Linked DNA regions of Nomascus leucogenys: region 2 is linked to region 1. A link is a contact called in public Hi-C data. All regions are on one chromosome and are shown on one strand. Each heading gives the region's core, a stretch centred on a gene start, on an enhancer-like site or on the middle of the called end of the contact. The rest is flanking DNA. Distances are from core to core; before and after follow the strand shown.

The links. A called contact is a pair of places that touch in the nucleus more often than the background predicts.
Region 2: a contact with region 1 is called in a Hi-C map of a lymphoblastoid cell line, with 2.9 times the contacts expected there. The contact joins the promoter of ACOT7 here to the enhancer-like site in region 1. A contact is called at or near these places in 2 of 4 Hi-C or Micro-C datasets (a lymphoblastoid cell line and an unstated tissue).

Annotation. Positions count from the first base shown.
Region 1 is chr24:7,193,027-7,197,562 of Asia_NLE_v1, forward strand. ACOT7 (cytosolic acyl coenzyme A thioester hydrolase) reads right to left here. Exons shown (of 9, transcript XM_030805406.1): 2 at 3,052-3,169. Among named protein-coding and RNA genes, the nearest start is that of ACOT7, 45 kb to the right of the region's middle. Within about 2 kb of position 2,060, the one cell type or tissue checked has an H3K27ac peak away from gene starts, as active enhancers do. A contact at or near this core is called in a lymphoblastoid cell line, where this site is marked.
Region 2 is chr24:7,238,252-7,242,787 of Asia_NLE_v1, forward strand. It overlaps ACOT7 (cytosolic acyl coenzyme A thioester hydrolase), which reads right to left and starts at 2,060. Exons shown (of 9, transcript XM_030805406.1): 1 at 831-2,060. The coding sequence starts at 973.

The DNA.
Region 1 (4,536 bases), core at 810-3,309:
CATCTCCCTGGCTACTGCTGGAGAACAAACAAGGCAGCAGGGACCAGCAGGGTGACCTGTCAGGAGGCTGCTGCAGTGATCAGGTGATCGGATGATCAGCAGAGCAACACCATTGGATCCAAAGTGGGGGTGAGCCTGGGGGGCTGTGCTCAGATCTGGACTTCCTGGAAGGTAGAGCAGTGTGATCTGCTCCTAGAGCCTCATGAGTGTGGGAGGGAGAGAGGCCGACAGAGGCTCCAGGCTTTGAGCCTGAGCACCCGGGGGCTGCAGAGACCATTTACTGAGGGGAGGGAGGCTGGGAGAAGCAAGCCTGGGGCAAGGACAGGAGTGTCATTTTTTTGCACATCAAGGCCAAGCAGGCCAAGTAGGCATCCAGATGGGCTGGCCAAGAGGCCCCAGCCAGAGACAGAACCTTGGGACTTCCAGCCACAGACTGGAAGGCACCACCAGGGCAGTGTGGATGGGGGGGGTCCCCTGCCCCACCCAGGGCCCCAGCAAAGCCCTTCTAGGCACCAGGACTGTTCTCACCCCCACGCCTTGGGGCTGCCTGGAACTCAGAGACCCCCTCCTAAGCCTAGAATTTCTGGATCACCATCCTGGGGACCAGCAGCCCAGACGCTTCTCCAAGCCAATGTGTCAAAACTGTCCCTCCAGCAGCCCCAGATCCGGAGAAGCAAGGAGGGGCAAGTGTTCAAAGCACAGCTTCGAGGCATAGTCACAGCCCAGACCTACCATCTGCCTCCCCAGGTGGCCTCAAACAAGTGTTCAGTCTCTTTGTACCTCAGTTTCCTCATCTATGCAATTGGGATAATAAAAATAACAACAGCAGCTGGGTGCAGTGGCTCATGCCTGTAATCCCAGCACTTTGTGAGGCCGACGTGAGCAGATCACTTGAAGTCAGGAGTTTGAGATCAGCCTGGCCAACACGGTGAAACCCCATCTCTACTAAAAATACAAAAAAATTAGCCAGGTATGGTTGTACACACCTGTAATCCCAGCTGCTTGGGAAGCTGAGGCAGGAGAATCACTTGAACCTGGGAGGCAGGAGTTGCAGTGAGCCGCGATCGCACCATTGAACTCTAGCCTGGGTGACAGAGTGAGACTCTGTCTCAGAAGAAAAAAAAAAAAAAAACAAGAACAGCTACCTCCCCAGGGTGTTGTGAGGATTCCATGAGCTAAACTTTAGCTCCTAACGCATTTTGGAGCTTTGCAGAATGCCAAGTGCTGACCAAATGGCAGCAAAATAATTCCACGATTCTTTCTGAGTGACCGCATCACCCTCTGGCCTCCCAAGCCCCTCCTTTATCTTTCCTCCCCATCTTGGGGGCTTTTCCTTCCCCGTGTCCACGCTCCCGTGCCAGGGACCCTCACTGTCTCTCTCTGGAAGGGTGCAACAGCAACTTGGGACTTGACCCTCACCCGGCCCCAGGCTCTCAGGCTCAGGCCCATCCTCCCCATAGCCACCAGAGGGTGCTCTCTGAACGTGACTGAACTGCACCGGAGCCTTGGGTCCAAAGAATCAATCTACCCCCAGCCCAGCCAGTGAGCCCCTCCTAAACCAGGCGCTGCCAGCAAACCCACTCCTGAACCTGTACCACGCGACGTCCCCCACATCCACGTCGAACCACCCGCACTTACTGTGGCTTGGTTCATTCTACATATGCACAAACACACATGCATACACAGATACACACACACACACACACAGCTTCCATTCCTCCACTGCAACACACGCTGCCCACTGTTCCAGGCTGAATGCATGTGCCATGCTCTGCATGGCTGTGTCCTCCCAAAATTCCTGTATTGAAATCCTAACTCCCAAGGGAATGGAAGTAGGAGGCAGGGCCTTTGGGAGGTGATGAGGGCAGGGGGACAGAGCCCTCACAAATGGGATTAGTGTCCTTATAAAAGGGCCTGAGAAAGCCCCTCCTACCAAGTGAGGACACACAGGAAGTGATGTGACGTCTATGAACCAGGAAACAAACAGGCCCTCAACAGACACGAAATCTGCCGGCGCCCTGATCCTGGACTTCCAGCCTCCAGGGCTATGAGAAATGCACTTCCGTTGTTCACAAGCCAGCAGCCTGTGGTCTTGGTTCCGGCAGCCCAGGCTGAAAGCGCCAGCAGCCACTTCCTGCATCTCACCAGTGTGGCTTGGAGCTCACAGGGCCTCCGCTGGTCCCTGGTCTCTGAAGTGGCTTCCACTTGGCCTCTTGATAGAGTGGCATCATGCCCGTGCCCATGGTGGGGACCTGCACCTCACACTCCCACTCTCCAAGCTGGGGCTGAGTCTTCCTCCTCTCTGCCTCCCCGGAGGCCACAGCAGGTGTGCTGACCAAGCCCCATAGTGCAGAGGCTGCAGCTGCGGCACCAAGGCAGATGCCCTGTCCTCAGCACCCAAGGGCTGGCTCCCCCCTACAGCCGACCTTCAGAGAAAATGTCCCCTCCCCAGGGCTGGGGATGGCCGAATGTCCTACAGCAGCCCTGAGGCTGACACTAGAGACCATGCCCCTTGTCCCCAGCTTTAGGGTCACAGGGCCCTCCCCAGTTGCACAATTTTGGGGCAGGTGGAGAGCTGCCCCCATCGTGGGCACAGTGGTACCAGGCCTGTGAGCTTCAAAGCCAGGAAGTGGCCATGGCCACCAGGGTTGGTCAGGGCAGAGGTGGGACCTCCCCTACATCTGCTGTCTGGCCTCTATATCTCAGCTCTTGGTCATCACAATAAACTCCACCCCACGCAGGCAGGGCGTGCTTCTGATCAGGGCCAGGTTGGCGGGGGACTCAGCATGGCGGGGAGTGGTGGAAGGAGGGCCTGTCAGCTTGCTTGACGCTTCATCTCTGGTGGGTTCCTACACCTCCTGGCTGAGGCCAAAACCAAGCATAGTTCTGAGGGTCCAGTGCAGAACTGCTTGGGCCACTTCCCCCAAAGTTCCCAAGGCCCAGTGCACAAGGGGAGGGAAGGCTGCAGGCCTGGCTCCCCAGGGAACTCCTGTCCTAAACCCACACTAGTGCGGACTCCAGGGCCCAGAGATATGGGGCCCAGACCCTTACCCCGTTCTGGCTGTTGCAATGCCGGGTGCTGATGATGGCGCCTGCCTCCTCGATCATCTTCAGGATGGTCCCCCCGTGGACATTGCCGGCCACGTTGGCATCATCTGGCCGCATGATCCTAGGGCAAAGGAGAAGCAGGATGAGGCCTCTGGAGAGGACACCATTTGTGCAATGGTGACAATCCAAGGAGGGGAGAAGGTCCCCAAAGGGCTCAATGGCTCCCGGAGGAAAGGGAACCTTCCCCATGTTTGGGCTTTTCCTAGGCGGTGTGTTCGTCAAGGTGGGGCACCATCTGCCAGGCCACAGAAGGGGCCCTGAGATGCTGTTTCCATGAGAGAGAAGGAGGGCAGAGGGGCACTTTCTCCCCCTGAAGCCACATGTCCCTGGACTGCCCCTAGCAGGTAAGGGCTGATGGTGAAAGCAAAGCCACACGGCAGGGAGGTGGTGACTCAGCCCTTGGGGTTCCCAGTGACCAACACACAGACTGTGACCCTAGAAGCAAATTCCTGGGACCGCCACCACTCCCATCAGGAGTCCCAGAGGAGCCAGGCAGCCACGGCTCTTCTGAGAACTAGACATGAGTTGCAGCTTCAAGACTCCAGGCCCTGTCAGCAGGTGAGCACCTGCCCACCGCGCACTGAGCTCCTCTGCGGGTCCCAGTGGCAGTGTGGAGTCAGGCCCTGGATTGAGGGCAGGGAGCTCTCCCAGGTCAGAAAGAATGGAAACACCACCTCACTTCCCCAAAGAGGAACAACTTCATCCTTGCTGTGAGCAGCCGGCAGTGTGGGAGCTCCACGAAATCTCTGGAATCCCAACAAACCAGCTTGGCAGTCCTACCAGGGCAAGTTGCCTGGCACCTTCCCAGACAGCACCCAGCTGATGAAAGACGCCTTCATAGGCCAAGGCCTGGAGACGAGTGACAGGCAGCGGGCACAGGTCCAGGGTCCAGCATCCACCTGCAGCTCGTGCAGCCTGCCTGGCCCTGCTGGCCAGTGTGGGGGCCCCAGGAGCAGCGTCTCCCCAGGTCTGCATCTCCTCTCTGCTCCTCTAGCAGCTCCAAGGCTGAGCAAGTCACTCTCTGAGAGCGTTCCTGGCTCTGGCTCTTACTCGCTGGGTAACCTGGGCAAGCTGTCAGGACCCTCACTCCTCCATGTGCTCATCTGTACAATGGGCAGAACGACAGCACTACCTCGCATGACTGTGGGAGATCCCGCAGATCACGCGCTCACTCCACGACAGCACTGGCACATGGTACATGGTAGATAGTCCACATGTTTCCCTCTTTGGTAAGTATTTAGCCAACTTGGTTGGAAACTCCAAGAAACCCAACATCTGGCCACAGGATGCCACTTCTAGAGCAAATGACCACGGATGTCCCCCAGCGACCGATGCTGCCCATCCCCAGTGTCACCCCTCCACCCTGGGTGAGTCTGTTATGCAAACCAGGGCCCACTTAGGCCAACTGGCTTCTGGCCCTGAGGTCAG
Region 2 (4,536 bases), core at 810-3,309, 45 kb after region 1:
AAGTAACCTTGAGGCTGCCCTCCCCACCTCCTATGGGAAATGAGCTTGTTCATGATCTCCAGCCTCCAGCTTCCTCTGGGGGCCTGCATCTATCTACTCAGTACCTGGTGGAGGAAGAGGGGGTGCTCTAGAAAGACAACCCTTTGCCTCTATTGTGTAAGATGCTTTCAAGCCCAATAGACCACTGATTCCTTTTTCTTGATAGTAAACTGTTAGAGGCAGACAGTATTATCTGTTCTTCCTTTTAACACCTGCCCTCCCCCAAACCGAAGCAGTGCACTGAAAACGGTAGCTCTGCAACCTCCTCCCACAGGGGCACCCACCGAGGGGCTCGCGCGGCTCTAGGCACCTCCCCTCCACCTCTGGGGGCTTTGGTTAGCGCAGCACAACCGCCGAGGTAACGATCCCGAATCCTCGAGGAGGCTAAGCAGGACCACGGGGCTGAGGCTCCGGGATGCTCGGGCGAGGCCCGAGGCGGGGCGGCCCACGGGCGCCGGTCGCCGGGCTCTGGAGCTGTGCATTGACCTCCGCCCGCCCCGTCTCTGCCTGGCTTTCTCGCCCTAACGGCCCGTGGCGCGGCCGCCGCCCTGGAGATGCGGCCGGAAGGAGCCAGCGGGAGGCGGGCGGGGGCCGCCCGGCTTGTGCGGCATCGCGAGTCGCATCCCGGCCGCAGGCGGGCGGGGGTCCGGGGCGGCGGCACGGGAGGCCGTGCGGGGAATCGGCAGGCGGGGGCGGCCTCGCGGGTGGGGACCACAGGGCCGAGCGGGGCAGGCCGGGGGCGGTGACCGGCGTGCCTGGCCGCTGCAGGCGGCGCGCGGGCCCTCTCTTACCGGCAGATCTGGATGGCGGACGGCGTCTCGACGTCTGGGCCCGACATGCTGGGGGCTGCGGCGGCGGATGCGGCGGGCGGCTGCAGAAAGGCGCAGGTGTCTAGCAGGCCCGGCGCGGAATGAATGAGCCTGGGCCGCGCCATAAAGGGGGAGGGCGGAGGTGGAGCGATGGGGCCGGTGAGGCGGGGCCTGCGCGCCGGGGGCGAATCGAACGCGGCCTCCCCGCGCCGACCCCGCCCCCGCGCCGGCCCCACCCCGAGCCCCGCCTCCCAGGCCGCCAAGGCTGCCGAGAGCTCGCCCGGGCGTAGGATTCTGGCGGCGTGAGGGCCCAGGCTGGCGGCGCTTCCAGAAGGTTCGGTGGCGGTTGGACCGCGCCGGTGCGGGAAAGGCCGGCGAGCCGCAGCAGCCGCGTCCGACCTGGTGGCAGCCCCGAGGGAAGCGTCTGGGGCGGCCCAAGTGGCGGAGCAGGGCGGACTTGGGCCCTCGCTCTCTGCGCGGCGGTAAATATTTGTGCTGGGCGTTCCCGGCCGCCCGCGCTGCCGATTCGCTGCCGCGCCCAGTGCCTGGGCGGCAGGATGAGGTCAGAGCGGAAGGCGCGGCCCGGGCGCCTGGCAGTCGGCCCGACTGCCAACCTCGCCCCAACCCACCCCGGCACCAGTCGCCCGCATCGCGGCTCTCGCTAAAATCGGCCCTAAGAGAGAATGGAAGGCTGTTTCCTGGAAAGGAGCATTGGTGACGGCTGCTGGGAAGACACGGGGAACTGAACGGGCCTTTGCTGCCGCAGCACAAAGCGTCAGGAGGTGGGGAGGAGGAAGGGCCCGCGCCTGTCTACACCGCCGGCTGCAGTAAAACTGGGAGCGCTGAGCGCCAGCCTGGAGGTGCATGTGTTGCAGTGAGGAGCCCTGAAACATGCCGTGTTTTACTGCACACGATGTGCCCTTGAATGGAGTCCAGGCGAGTCGGGATCGCCAAAAAAAGTCCACCAAAAAACACCCAAGAGGGGAGAAGCAGTCACCCCCCCCACGTTTTGGAATGACACCTTTTTACTTGCTAGGCAGTTTGACCTTTTCCGAATTTTCTACAGTGCACATACGTTTGTTACTTACATCTTTAAAACCCACGCAACTCCGGCTCCCCAGTGCAATTTGAACAACCCATTTACACTCAGCGAGGTAGCTCTGAAGGAACTGTGCCTCACCCCGGTGACCCTTGAGTTACCAGACCGTGGAGGCAGCCCACAGCATGATCTGTAGCTCCCAGGAGCAGGGGCAGTCCAAGTCAGAACTCTGTGATTTCAAGACTTTTATACGAAGAATTTCGTTTCTCTGTTTTCTTTTTTTGAGACTGAGTCTCGCTCTGTCGTCCAGGCTGGAGTGCAGTGGCGCAACCCCGCATCACTGCAAGCTCCGCCTTCTGGGTTCACACCATTCACCTGCTTCAGCATCCGAAGTAGCTGGGACTACAGGCGCCCGCCACCACGCCCGGCTAATTTTTTGTGTTTTTAGTAGAGACAGGGTTTCACTGTGTTAGCCAGGATGGTCTCAATCTCCTGACCTCATGATCCGCCCGCCTCTGCTTCCCAAAGTGCTGGGATTACAGGCGCAAGCCACCACGCTCGGCCTTCTGTTTTCTTTTTTTTTTTTTTTTTTTTGATACAGAGTCTCGTTCTGTCACCCAGACTGGAATGCAGTGGTGTGATAGTTCACTACAATCTCTGCCTTCCAGTTTCAAGCGATTCTCCTGCCTCAACCACCCTGCCTAGCTGGGCCCACAGGCATGCACCACCACGTTTGGCTTATTTTTGTGTTTTTAGTACAGATGTGTCCGGAATTGGTGGGTTCTTGGTCTCACTGACTTCAAGAATGAAGCTGTGGACCCTCATGGTGAGTGTTACAGCTCTTAAGGTGGAGCGTCTGGAGTTTGTTCCTTCTCATGTTCGGATGTGTCCAGAGTTTGTTTCTTCTGGTGGGTTCGTGGTTTTGCTGGCTCAGGAGTGAAGCTGCAGACCTTCGCGGTGAGTGTTACGGCTCATAAAGGCAGTGTGGACTCAAAGAGTGAGCAGCAGCAGGAGTTATTGCAAAGAGCAAAAGAACAGGCTGGGCGCAGTGGCTCACGCTTGTAATCCCAGCACTTTGGGAGGCCGAGGCGGGCGGATCACGAGGTCAGGAGATCGAGACCACGGTGAAAGCCCGTCTCTACTAAAAATACAAAAGAATTAGCCGGGCGTGGTGGCGGGCGCCTGTAGTTCCTAGCTACTCGGAGAGGCTGATGCAGGAGAATGGCGTGAACCCGGGAGGCGGAGCTTGCAGTGAGCCGAGATTGCGCCACTGCCCTCCAGCCTGGGCCACAGAGCGAGACTCCATCTCAAAAAAAAAAAAAAAAAAAGAGCAAAAGAACAAAGCTTCCACAGTGTGGAAGGGGACCGAGCCAGTTGCCACTGTGCTGGCTCCAGCAGCCTGCTTTTATTCTCTTATCTGGCCCCACCCGCATCCTGCTGATTGGTAGAGCTGAGTGGTCTGTTTTGACAGGGCCCTGATTGGTGTGTTTATAATCCCTGAGCTAGACACAAAGGTTCTCCATGTCCCCACCAGATTAGCTAGATACAGAGTGTTGACACAAAGGTTCTCCACCGCCCCACCAGATTAGCTAGATACAGAGTGTGGACACAAAGGTTCTCCAAGTCCCCACCAGAGTAGCTAGATACAGAGTGTCGATTGGTGCATTCACAAACCCTGAGCTAGACACAGGGTGCTGATTGGTGTGTTTACAAACCTTGAGCTAGGTACAGAGTGCCGATTGGTGTATTTACAATCCCTGAGCTAGACATAAAGGTTCTCCAAGTCCCCACCAGAGTAGCTAGATACAGTGTTGATTGGTGCATTCACAAACACTGAGCTAGACACAGGGTGCTGACTGATGTGTTTACAAACCTTGAGCTAGATACAGAGTGCCGATTGGTGTATTTACAATCCCTTAGCTAGACATAAAGGTTCTCCACGTCCCCACCAGACTCAGGAGCCCAGCTGGCTTCACCCAGTGGATCCTGCACTAGGGCTGCAGGTGGAGCTGCCTGCCAGTCCCGCGCCCTGCGCCTGCATTCTTCAGCCCTTGGGTGGTCGATGGGACTGGGCGCTGTGGAGCAGGGGGCAGCGCTCGTCGGGGAGGCTCGGGCCGCACAGGAGCCCACGGAGCCGGGGGAAGGCTCAGGCATGGCAGGCTGCAGGTCCCCAGCCCTGCCCCACGGGAAGGCAGCTAAGGCCCGGCAAGAAATTGAGCACAGCAGCTGCTGGCCCAGGTGCTAACTAAGCCCCTCACTGACTGGGGCCGGCGGGGCCGGCCGGGTAAGCCGGCTGCTCCGAGTGCGGGGCCTGCGGAGCCCACACCCAGCCGGAACTCACGCTGGCACGCACTGCGCGGAGCCCCGGTTCCCGCCCACACCTCTCCCTCCACACCTCCCCGCAAGCTGAGGGAGCCGAGTCCGGCCTTGGCCAGCCCAGAAAGGGGCTCCCACAGTTCAGCGGCGGGCTGAAGCGCTCCTCAAGTGCCGCTAAAGTGGGAGCCCAGGCAGAGGAGGCACCAAGAGCGAGCGAGGGCTGTGAGGACTGCCAGCACACTGTCACCTCTCACAGATGTGGTTTCACCATGTTGGCCAAGCTGGTCTTGAACTCCTGACCTCAGGTGATCCACCCACCCCAGCCTCCCAAAG